2 separate regions of the Hordeum vulgare genome follow, and region 1 is linked to region 2. A link is a contact called in public Hi-C data. All regions are on one chromosome and are shown on one strand. Each heading gives the region's core, a stretch centred on a gene start, on an enhancer-like site or on the middle of the called end of the contact. The rest is flanking DNA. Distances are from core to core; before and after follow the strand shown. Region 1 holds the start of LOC123424794 (probable serine/threonine-protein kinase PBL7). Region 2 holds the start of LOC123424791 (DNA polymerase zeta catalytic subunit).

The links. A called contact is a pair of places that touch in the nucleus more often than the background predicts.
Region 1: a contact with region 2 is called in a Hi-C map of leaf, with 6 times the contacts expected there. The contact joins the promoter of LOC123424794 here to the promoter of LOC123424791 in region 2. A contact is called at or near these places in 2 of 6 Hi-C or Micro-C datasets (leaf and seedling).

The regions. Positions count from the first base shown.
Region 1 is chr2H:47,226,909-47,232,732 of MorexV3_pseudomolecules_assembly, reverse strand. It overlaps LOC123424794 (probable serine/threonine-protein kinase PBL7), which reads right to left and starts at 4,421. Exons shown (of 5, transcript XM_045108488.1): 1 at 4,010-4,421; 2 at 2,190-2,368; 3 at 1,876-2,065; 4 at 879-1,270; 5 at 84-772. The coding sequence starts at 4,109. The coding sequence ends at 227.
Region 2 is chr2H:46,959,665-46,965,009 of MorexV3_pseudomolecules_assembly, reverse strand. LOC123424791 (DNA polymerase zeta catalytic subunit) reads left to right here and starts at 3,606. Exons shown (of 24, transcript XM_045108484.1): 1 at 3,606-3,870; 2 at 3,960-4,042; 3 at 4,509-4,566; 4 at 5,007-5,056; 5 at 5,121-5,227. The coding sequence starts at 3,738.

The DNA of each region.
Region 1 (5,824 bases), core at 3,172-5,671, 270 kb before region 2:
GGATCTTTTATAGGTCGAGCGACGCCGTGACTGACCAAAACAAGCATCCTGGGAGTCAGATCCCCAGCAGTCGAACGGTGTCAACTAGAACCCATGGAGTGTAATGTATGACCATCTCGAATGGGGAAACACAAGCCTGGGTGAGAGAAGAATGCTGCTCTGTAACAATGGAGATGTGAAGGTACCGGGCAAAATTGGCTGCAACAATGTCTGTTTGTATATGCCGTCAAACCTGCCTGCTATATTTCCCAGGATCTGCTCTCGGTTTCTCGTGGGCATCGACCTTGACAGCCGACTTGCGGTTACCATCATTTTCGCCGTAAGAGTAAGACTTCCCATTATGCAAGGCAAGCAGTTCTGGCACATCCAAGCCATCATTCCTTCCAGAGCTACTGCCACTGCAGAAGCCTTCACTGTGATCCTCTTCAAACTCCCCTCCTCTAGGCTCCTTTCTCCTCAGGTCCACAGCATCCCAGTTAAGTGAGTTGGCGGCATGCTGAGCATCCGGAACACAGCTGGTTGTTCGTCGGTGCGCTTTCGCCCTTGGGGTAGACGGGCAAGTCCTGCAGCTTTTTGGGTCATAATGTTGGGAGGCTAGATAAGATAGTGCAGTGACAATGTCCCCTATGAGGGGTCGGGATGCTGCTTTCTCCTGCAAACACATTGCTGCAACTGCTAAGGCCTGGTACAAACCCCTCTTGGGATAGCGACCTTGCAGCAACGGGTCGGCCATCTGGCAGAACTTTCGCCGGTCTCTGAACATCGGGCGAGCCTGCAAATTATATGGATCAGACACTTGGCACCTTTGAAGAAATGAGAAATGTTTATCCCCTCTACACCCAAACCGATGGGAGGTAACTCGGTGCAGTTGAACGTACCCATGCGACAAGATTTGACTCCCCATCAGGCTTGGTGTGGTCAATGGCTCTCCGACCTGTAACAAGTTCAAGGAACACAACACCAAAACTGTAAACATCAGACTTTACAGTCAACTGCCCTGTCATGGCATATTCAGGAGCGCAGTAGCCGTACGTTCCCATAACTCTTGTTGATACGTGGGTATTTTCACCAACTGGACCAAGTTTGGCAAGCCCAAAATCAGACAGCTTCGGGTAATAATCTTCACTCAGAAGAATATTTGATGGCTTGAAATCTCTGTATATGACTGGTGGGTTCGCCTTATCATGCAGGTACTCCAGACCCTTCGCTGCACCAACAGCAATCCTCATCCTTGCATTCCAATCAAGGGGTTCCCTGTCTGGTGGGCGGTCTGTCCAGAGAGTGATCCATGAGTTGATACAAAAGAAGAAATATGGATGTCATGTTCTTCAAAAGGATACGGATAGTGGTGAACAACGAGATTATGGCGGATAACTAGGATGTATACTTAAATGTAACAGGTTAGAAATCAATTTAACAAATGCTGGTACAGAAGCTGAAATTGTTTGTGATTTGACCCATAAGGAAGCTGAAATAACAGGACCACTATCTATTTTGTTAGAGTTGTATATGTTAGTGTTTAATATCCCCATTGAATAAGGGGGTTTCTGCACATTTACCACACCTGTACGTGTATATAAATAGGCCTATGGCATCATGGAAATACAAGTCACTATTTCCCTAACATGTGACATATTTATCATGTACTGACACTTGGGGTATGCTATAGTATTACCATAATTAAATAGTGTCTTTCATGTTGTTTTATTGTAGTGCAGAAGATCGGAAACTGAAGCTCAAGCCTGCTCTTACACATTCTTTATGAAGCTCAAGCCAGCTAAATATCAAGATATTTGTAATATATAAACACCAATTGCAATCACCCACTGAGAAATATATTTTATTGGACAGGAAACCATACAATGAGAAGCGTACCGTGCAGATGATTTTCTAACGATCCCAATAACATATACTCATAAACTAGGAGGCGCTGATCACCATCTGCGCAATAGCCAATTAATCTGACAAGATTGGGATGGTGCAAGAGGCTTAGCATGAGAACCTCCACAAGAAATTCACGGTTTCCTTGAAAACCATTTCTGTCAAGTTGCTTCACAGCAATAACCTGCTAAATGACACAGGCAAAATGGATAAGAAACATCATGTAAAGCACCAATAAATCCATCTCCTAAGTTGCACTCCATGAAAGGGAAAAGGGAAATAAGTTAACAAGGCTAGAGATAACAAACCTGTCCATTCTCCATGTGTCCTTTATAGACGCGACCAAAACCACCTTCACCCAACAAACAATCTTTTCTGAAATTCTTGGTAGCAATAGCTAGCTCTCGGAAAGTGAAAATCTTTGCTGGGCCGTGTGGAATGCTTCCTCCTCTGCGAACAGAGCTTGAACTACGAGAATTGGATCGATCTGGACCCACCCACCAGAAAAACATTAGCACATAGTTCCTCAATTATAAGCTTTCTTGAATGCAAAGAAATCATATAGTCCAGGAAATATAAAAGGCAGGTACCTATAGAAATGGATCGTGATTAATAAACAGCTATGCATATCCAACATTTGATGACCTGAAGACCCGTTGGTGTGTTGACATATGTACCGAATAATATACTGCCCTAAGTCGTCCAGAACTGTCATTTACACTTAATATCATCAAGTTGGTGGCATAAGTTGAATTGGAGTACAAGATACTACTCTTTTGAGTTGTTGAAGTGATGTACAGTCGTACAGGACAAAGCTATCCTAGGTAGCTCCAAATAAATACCTTGATGGCCATGAGCATTCCATTAAAAGCAGACCTTTTTTTATAATGGTATGAAAAAGGTATCACCGGCACTTTATGGATCTCAGTTATTTTATTTCTAGTTTAAATACCAAGCAGATATGCACAATGAAAACTTGCATCACCTCATGAGAAATTTGACTAGAATTAGAGAAACATATTTATTATTTCTGCATAATAGTACAAGTGTACATTGAGAATTAATCCACCATAAATCGCATGTACCACCCTGTCGGCAAACATCATCTACATCATGTGATGTAAAATACTTCTGGCTGCAGGTAGATGAGAAATTGCAGCAGCCACAAGATCAAACAAATATGCAAGATCAAACTTGCATGTCCAGTAGGCAGCAGCTAAAAACTATTAAACTAAACTCTGGCGCTTGCTTCAAACTCGTCATCAGCCCCAACAACTAAGAAAAGGGTGAAATATAATTCAATTCATCTCGACGCAACCGAATAGCTACCCCAAGGAATCAGTCAGAGATAACAAGTGCAAACAACACATCAAATGTTTGTTTCTTTGGTTGCTTCAGATAGAAAGTTTGGTGATAAATTTAAGTCAGATAACAAGTGTAAACAACACATCAAATGTTTGTTTCTTTGGTTGTTGCTTCAGACAGAAAGTTTGGTAGCAAAATCAACCGCAACCGCAAGCTTAGCTTCAGACATTTCTCTCCCTTTCACGCCACTTCAGGTGAGGAGAAAAAAAACTCAAATAATACAATTCTTTTGACAAGATATTGTTCTTTTGTGTGTCCTCTTCACCACCGCTGCATCAGCAAGAATTCGACTAACATCCGCATATCTAAATAAAATGAATCATCTACGGCGACCAAGTGGTCAGCTTGGTAAGCAATCAACAAAAAATGCAATCAATGAATCATCTACCGCGATCATGGAATATACTCTTCTACATGAAAGGAATCAAAATATACAAAAATACTCCCCATTTCTGGGCCCGATAAATCAAGATGCTACAGTTAAGCACATGATACATGTCCACCCCAACGACTCACTCAACCGCCCCCAACCAATTGGCAATTAGATGTTCTAATAAAAAAAGGCAATTAGGGATCAGCCAGGCCTCTTGTACCGTCAAGGAACAATAAACTTTTTATGCCTAAATCAATGCTCACAAATCACTAAAAAGTAAAAATCAGCAGACATCTGAACGGACAAGACAGGAAATCAGAATGACCAAAGGATTCAGCCCTTCCGGTCAGCACAGAAAGTGGGCAACTCAAGTCAAGATGCGGACGCTACCTGGCGCCGGCTTCGCCGCCGACGGCCGGGGCGACGGCGAGAGCGCCGCCGCGTCCTCCCCGGCCTTCCCCGACGACCCCGAGCACGGGAAGCAGCTCATCTCCCGCGGCTGTCAGAAAAATGCCGGCCAAGAAACCCCGGCGCAAGCGCTCGATCTTGGGACCACCCACCGTACTGATCTCCCCGGCGTGGAAAGTGAAATCTTTTGGGGAGGAGCCGGGGAGAGGGGAAGGATGGCGAGTCAAAACCGGAGGAGGGGGGGAGAGGCGTGGAGCAAAAGGGGAGCTCGGGAGGCAAATTTTCGTGATTATTATAATGGCGGTTGAAGTGTTCTTGGCGAGGCAGTTTGCTGGTGGCCAGTTGAGCTGAGCTGAGGTAGTTGCGCTGTCATTTTGCCGAGCTAAAGCGAGCGAGGGAGGGATGGTTACAGAAAAGGGGCGCCTTTTTATGGTTTCAACAAGAAATTTAAAACCATTTTGATTGGGACTGCTCCTTATGTATTTTCTTGGTTGGGAATGCTCATAACGCACGGGAGATGTCAATATTCGGCATAGGGGTTTGACATGGCACAGGGCTGCACAGGGACAAAAGTGCCATCTCACCTGGTATCTTTTGAATCCTTCAGTACAATGTATATGCTCATTTGCAAAGGTCAAAAGCATTGGTTCACGCATATAATAAATTAATAAATATTTCCTGTATCTAAATAATTATAGTTGGAAAGAACTCTTTCCTTGAAAAGAATTCCAACTATAAGAATTCCAACTATAATTATTTAGGTACAGAGAGAGTAGACTTTTGTCATACACAAATATAAGATGTTTCGAATATTCTAATATGGGTTACATAGATACTGAAATGAGTGAACAGACACATTAAAACCTATCTATATACATCTGATTAAAATAATAATTAGAAAATATAATATTTATGGAAGGAGGGAGTGAGACTATATAAATATAATGCAGATGCACATAATCATAAATATGGGCTATTAAGAACTAGACTGCTGGGGGGGGGGGGGGGGGGGGCATCTGCTCAAATTTAGCCCTTCAAACGATCTCCTCAACCTTAAACTCCACACATTTGAAGAATTAACAAATACATGTTCCTAACCGAACTCCAAAAACTTAACACGCTAAAAGAATATTACCAATTCTTCTATCTTCTAGTTTACATACTTCATTTCAACTAGACTTGCAACGTATTAAGTTTTGGTCATTGTCGTTCTTCACTCAAACCTACCTTTCCCAATGCGCACATAGTTAATGGTGGCGAGCACATGAGGCAAGCACTTAAAAAAGACGCAACACGCTTCATCAATGGATTCACATTTACTTTTAGATTCACTCCTCGGTTTAGACCAAGGATCATCATCTATAATAGCTTTTTCAATGGTGTCGAGGAGAATTCAGTGCATCCAAATTCACCACCAAAAAATATTTTTAGAATATGTTGAGTTGGGTTCAAAGTAAATCCATTTTTCCTATCACGATTGATATACAAGTGGCCGAACTGAGATTCTAATCTTGGTCTTCGACGGTCCCGTGAACGATCACGACAATGGTCATCTCACAATCATCATCATCATCATCTCCCTCCTCCTAGGATGAAGAGGCATCGAAGAACATATCCTTAACCTCTTGATCTACTAATTATAATATTCAATGATGATTTTTATTGCAAAAATAGTAAAGAAACAAAAGAAAGGAAAAAAGGTACCAAGGCGATTAGTTGAACACTTGGTGTGCGGGGGAGGTGAGAGTCTCCGGGAGCGGTATTGCGGTGACGTTGTGGCCGTCGGTGCATGGCAGG
Region 2 (5,345 bases), core at 2,357-4,856:
TAGTTCAATTTGTTACATGGACATGTCAATTTGTTTTTTGTTATCAATTTACATTGCAAGTGAAGTGGATTTCAATTATTAAGCAATTGTGTTTGTATTATATTGTCTCTATGTGTCAAATTTAACATGCATTATCTTTATATAACTTTTGTAAAAATTTGTCAAGAGTTCGTGGCAACGCACAAGCAGCATTCTAGTATATCATGAACGCCAATATTTGACCTGACGTCAGACCTCGAAAGGGAGTGAAACAAACGATTTGTTCGACCCATGTGTTTCGATCCAGCGAGAGAGGAAGGGCAACGTATCCGCTACACCAGTGCTTGCGATGCTACCGGTGCACCGGACCTCCTCGAACATTTTAAAATGTCTCAAAAAAGGTGAAATAATTGAGCACATTCACACATACATTAATATTTGATGCCGTATAATTTCAAATCAAATTTTTATACATTGCTTGAGATACAAAAACGATAAGTTTGACATCAATCTGATAATTGACTAAATCTAAAGTCAAAATTTGAATTACATACTATTCAATGTTAAATTCATCATTTTTTATCTCGAGCAATGTTTTGGATTTTAATTTAAACTTTTTTGAAAGCACACATTGATATTGTGTGAATGTGTTCAATTTGCACATTTTTTGAAACATTCTAAAATGAGTTACAGAGGTCCGGCGCACAGATAACACCACAAGCACCAGTGCACTAGATATACTCCTGAAAGAGAAATCATCCTAAGTGAACTGGTAGCAAACGGCTCGCATCAGGCACCTCCCTAAATTGGTCGGCCCATCACGTGTGAGGCCACTGCCTCATTTTTTGTTCTTTTTCTTTCACTTTTTTTGTTTTCTTTTTTAGATTTTTTATTTATGCATATACTTCCAAATGTTCTAAATATATATTACAAGAATACACTTATAATTTTTTGAAAATCTTAACCAAGCATTTAACAAATACTTAAATATGTATAAAGAAAATGTTCCTTATGTATACGAAAAATGTACAGGAAAGAATATTAATGTGTACGAAAAAGTTGATCAATCATTTTTTAAATGTTAATCAAATATTAGGAATATTTAATAAAATACTGAAAAATGTTAATCAAGCATTTTGAAAATGTTAAATGTGCATAGAAAAATGTTTGTCACATAGTATATACAAAAAAAATCAATGTGTATAAAAAATGTTGATCATGTATTTGAAAAATATTAAATATATATAAAAATGTTACTCCTGTATACAAGAATGTACAATGTGCATTAAACAAAATTAGACACAAAAACACTACAAAATAGATAATTTTGTTTTTTAAAAATGTGAACCATGTATATAAAAATAATCATGATGAATACGAAAAATTTAAATTATGAGTGAAAAAATATTTTCATGAAAACAATGGGCGCCCGTGTAATGAAAAGTGGTGACCATGTATTATAAAATGTTAATCTATTTGTATGTGGAACATGTTAAGTATGCATTATATATCTCTCCTTAATAATGAAGCACGTAGTGCTTCTGTCGTTTGGCTATTTTGCAGAACAGTCCTTGTCTTTTTCCATAATTAACCCACAGTCTATCTTTTAGTCACATCCATATCTTTTTTTTGCATTTTTCAGAAAACCCTTAATGTTTCAGGTAATCAACCCGTCATCCGTATTTAAGTCAGCCGAAACGTTTTTTTGTTTTAACAAAAAAAAACTGACTTTTCAGTTAATCAATCCACATTTTACCTAAAACAAAATTATCCATATCTTTTAAACCGTAACTCCGATTTTAACATGTTATATATGAAATTTGATTAAAATGTGTAGAATCTAAATAGGATGTTAATTTTAACAGTTGAATACTTCTTAAATATTATTTTTGTACAAACTTAATATGTAGTGCACATCCTTTTTTTCCTCTTTCCGGCGATGATAGGAATTGCAATAAACATTCATTAAATTAAAACCAAATTGAGAGAAAAGAAAACATCGTTAACCACGCATGCACATCTTTGGAAAACCTCATGGGGAGAAACACCATATTTCTCATCTTATTTCGAACGACTGTACATTCAAACACGTTTTCGTTATGTGAGCACTGAGGCCATCGTCGGCAACACAAATGTGATGCCATGTGAAATTATATTGCGTTTAGAGCGTGTGTTATTTTCTCTTCCGTTGCAACGCACGGGTTCTTTTGCTAGTATACCAAAAATATACAATGCCTATGAAAATAATTAGACATAAAAATATAAATTTCCAAAAGAATGTGAATCATGATTTTCAAAAATGTAAACATGTACATAAAATATGTTTACCATGTATACGAAGATGTTGAACGTGTAGCGAAAAAAGTTCACACATGTTCATAAAAAAAGAAACCGATTGAAAGGACAAAGAAACAAAGAGGGTGGGAGCCACCCAATTTCTTTGTTTTTCGATACTTTTCTGAGCCTAATCACAGTTTCTCTTATAGTCGGAGATCTGTAACTTCGATTAAGAAAACTTTTGATATTTTAGGAATTTTCTTGTGGCATAAACAGAGGCCCGACCGACTGAGGTGACTCCAATACAGACCCACCACTTGAGCAGGGGTGGGTGTGTAGGCAGGCCGTTTAGAGCCCTGTATTTAGTGGCGGATCCACCATTGGGGCGAGCTGGGGCGACCGCGGACAAAGCAGGGTATTTCACGTGCCTATTGACCATCGACACAACACAATGAAGCTTCATCACCATCCATCGCCGCGGCAAATCTTAATTTCTGGGCCCGTCACAGTGTCGTAGTCCCCCTGGCTTGCATCTTCTGGCTCTACCGACGAGTGCCCATATACATCTCGACATCATGCATTCGAGAAGAGTGTGTCTACACGAATCCTTGGCACCACACATACCACAAGAGCTAGTTGTAGATATTTTCTGATGGCATCTCACGTCTTCAATAGGAAGGGAATGTTTTGCTAATCTCCATAAGAAAAATCTGATTTTGCCTGGAAATTTAGGCCCTGTTTGGAACCATCCAGATTATATAATCTGGTTTTTATAATCTATTGTATTTCCAAATAGGACAACTTATATTGTAGAATTTATAAACTAGATGACCAGATTATTATAATCTCATAATCTCCTCTACCCAGCTAAAATGAGATTATGGATTATAAATGACGTGTTATCCTTGTAAACTTCAAAAGAATTACGCAATGTCACCGCCACTTTCCTATTTTTTCTTATAAACTGAGGGCAAACATGTCATTGTACAATTTAAAAGCTGATTTACAGTTTATATAATCTGACCTCCAAACATACCCACCTGGATTATTTTTATAAAACAGATTATATAATCTATGTTCATAATCCAGATTATTATAATCTATTATGGTTCCAAACAAAACCTTAATCTTCCACAAGATTTAAATGTGATGCACCAGCACTCTCCTCTAACCAAACTTCTCTCCTCATCTTGTGTGCAGACTGGGCCGCGGTAAACGGAACACACAAAATACATACATTTCCAAACTGGGTTATAGGCGACACAGGCCCAAAGGGACCCAAGGTTTCGACAGACGATGATGGGCCGTGGTCCTTAATAAACCCCCAACTAGCATCCGCTCGCGATGGTCCACGGAGTCAAACCCAAACCCAAGTGGAGCGAGCAGCGTGCCGTGGAAGGAGCCGGAGCCGGAGCCCGGGAACCCACACCGCCCCCAAATAGAACCACCGCCCACCCACCGCGCCGTCCTCGCCGGCGACCATGAATCCCTCCTCGCCGGAGCCGGAGCCGCCGGGGACCCCCTCGCAGGTCCTCAGCGTCCGCATCGTCTCGCTCGACTACTACATGGCGCCCCCCGTCCCCGGCCTCGACATCTCCTACAGCCCCTTCCACTGTACGCTCCCTGCCCCATATTGCCCCCTTTCTGAACTTCTTCTCCTCCGAGCCGCGCTGAATTCCCTGTCTGTCTGGTGGCCGCCGCAGGCGAGGAGGTGGAGGAGGTGCCGGTGATCAGGATCTACGGCTCCACCCCCGCGGGGCAGAAGACCTGCCTCCACGTCCACCAGGTGGGCACCAGCTTCTCTCTGCACCTATTACCGTTCTTCACTCGTCACATTTCAGTATGCTTGTGTGAGTCTCGCCATGGGAAGGGGGATGGGGAGTGCGGCGCGCCGAATTTGATGCTTGGAAGCTCGATTCGGCATGCCAATTACCAAAGAGCAGTGTGGCACACATGTCTTCTTACCTGGAAACCTATTAGTATCATCTTTGATGAACTGTTGTACTCCCTCTGATCCATATTACTTGTCGCTGTCTTAGTTCAAATTTTGAACTAAAAGCACAACACTTATTTTGGATCGGAGGGAGTACAAAAGTTGTACTGAGGCAGCGACAAGTAATATGGGTCGGAGGGAGTATCATATACTCCAGTAGTTGAAATACTACTCATCTCTATTGTATTCTGGCGACACATTGTTTCATCTACTTTCTAATATAACAGTCTGAAGTTGTAATTCTCCTTTTGGTATTCAGGCCCTGCCGTACTTGTATGTACCTTGCCCAGAGGAGATACTTCATAATATTGAAAGAGGTGACTGCACTTCCTTTTGCCTATGTTTTTACCATCCCTTTTTCCATTTACTATATGGGCTCTTCTCTTGTTCGACATGATGTTTATCATTTCATATCAGCTGTTCAACTTCTTACCAGGCAGTCGTTATTGTACATCTTGTAAATTTTGTAGATATTACTTTCTCATATAGTTGGTAGTTACGGTCTTACGGATTCCCACTTTTAACTTTTTGTTCGAGGCACTAGCATGATTTGTTGTTAAAAACATCAATTTACATGTTAAAAGCTTGCTCTACTTTGCTTTTGCGACATAGTTACATAACATAAAGGATACGGTGAACTCTTGGTCTGAACGAGACGTAGTAAAGCACTTGTTTGGTTTTCTTTCTAATCAACGGGGCGTCCGTGTCAAGAAAAGCACCTGGCAGTCAATTAATGTTTTCTCTCTCTTTTCTTTAGGGAATTCATGTATGACTGGTCTATTGAGTGACCTCGAGAAAACTTTACAGGTAGAGTCCACTTAGTTGGTATGTTAACTTTCTCTTTTCGTGAGTATCATCATTTCCCCTGCAGAATCGCGGCCCAGCAAAAAGGAGGCATGTCCATGGATGTAGCCTTGTTCGAGCAAAGAAGTTGTATGGTTATCATTCATCCGAGGAGATTTTTGTGAAGATCTACCTGTATCCACAATTTAACCATTTACAGATCATTTCTTTTTGCTACGAATGTTTGAACCTGTGTAAATCATTTCCCACTTCCTTTTCTGGTTACTATTGTGTTGGAAAATTGTAAATTATG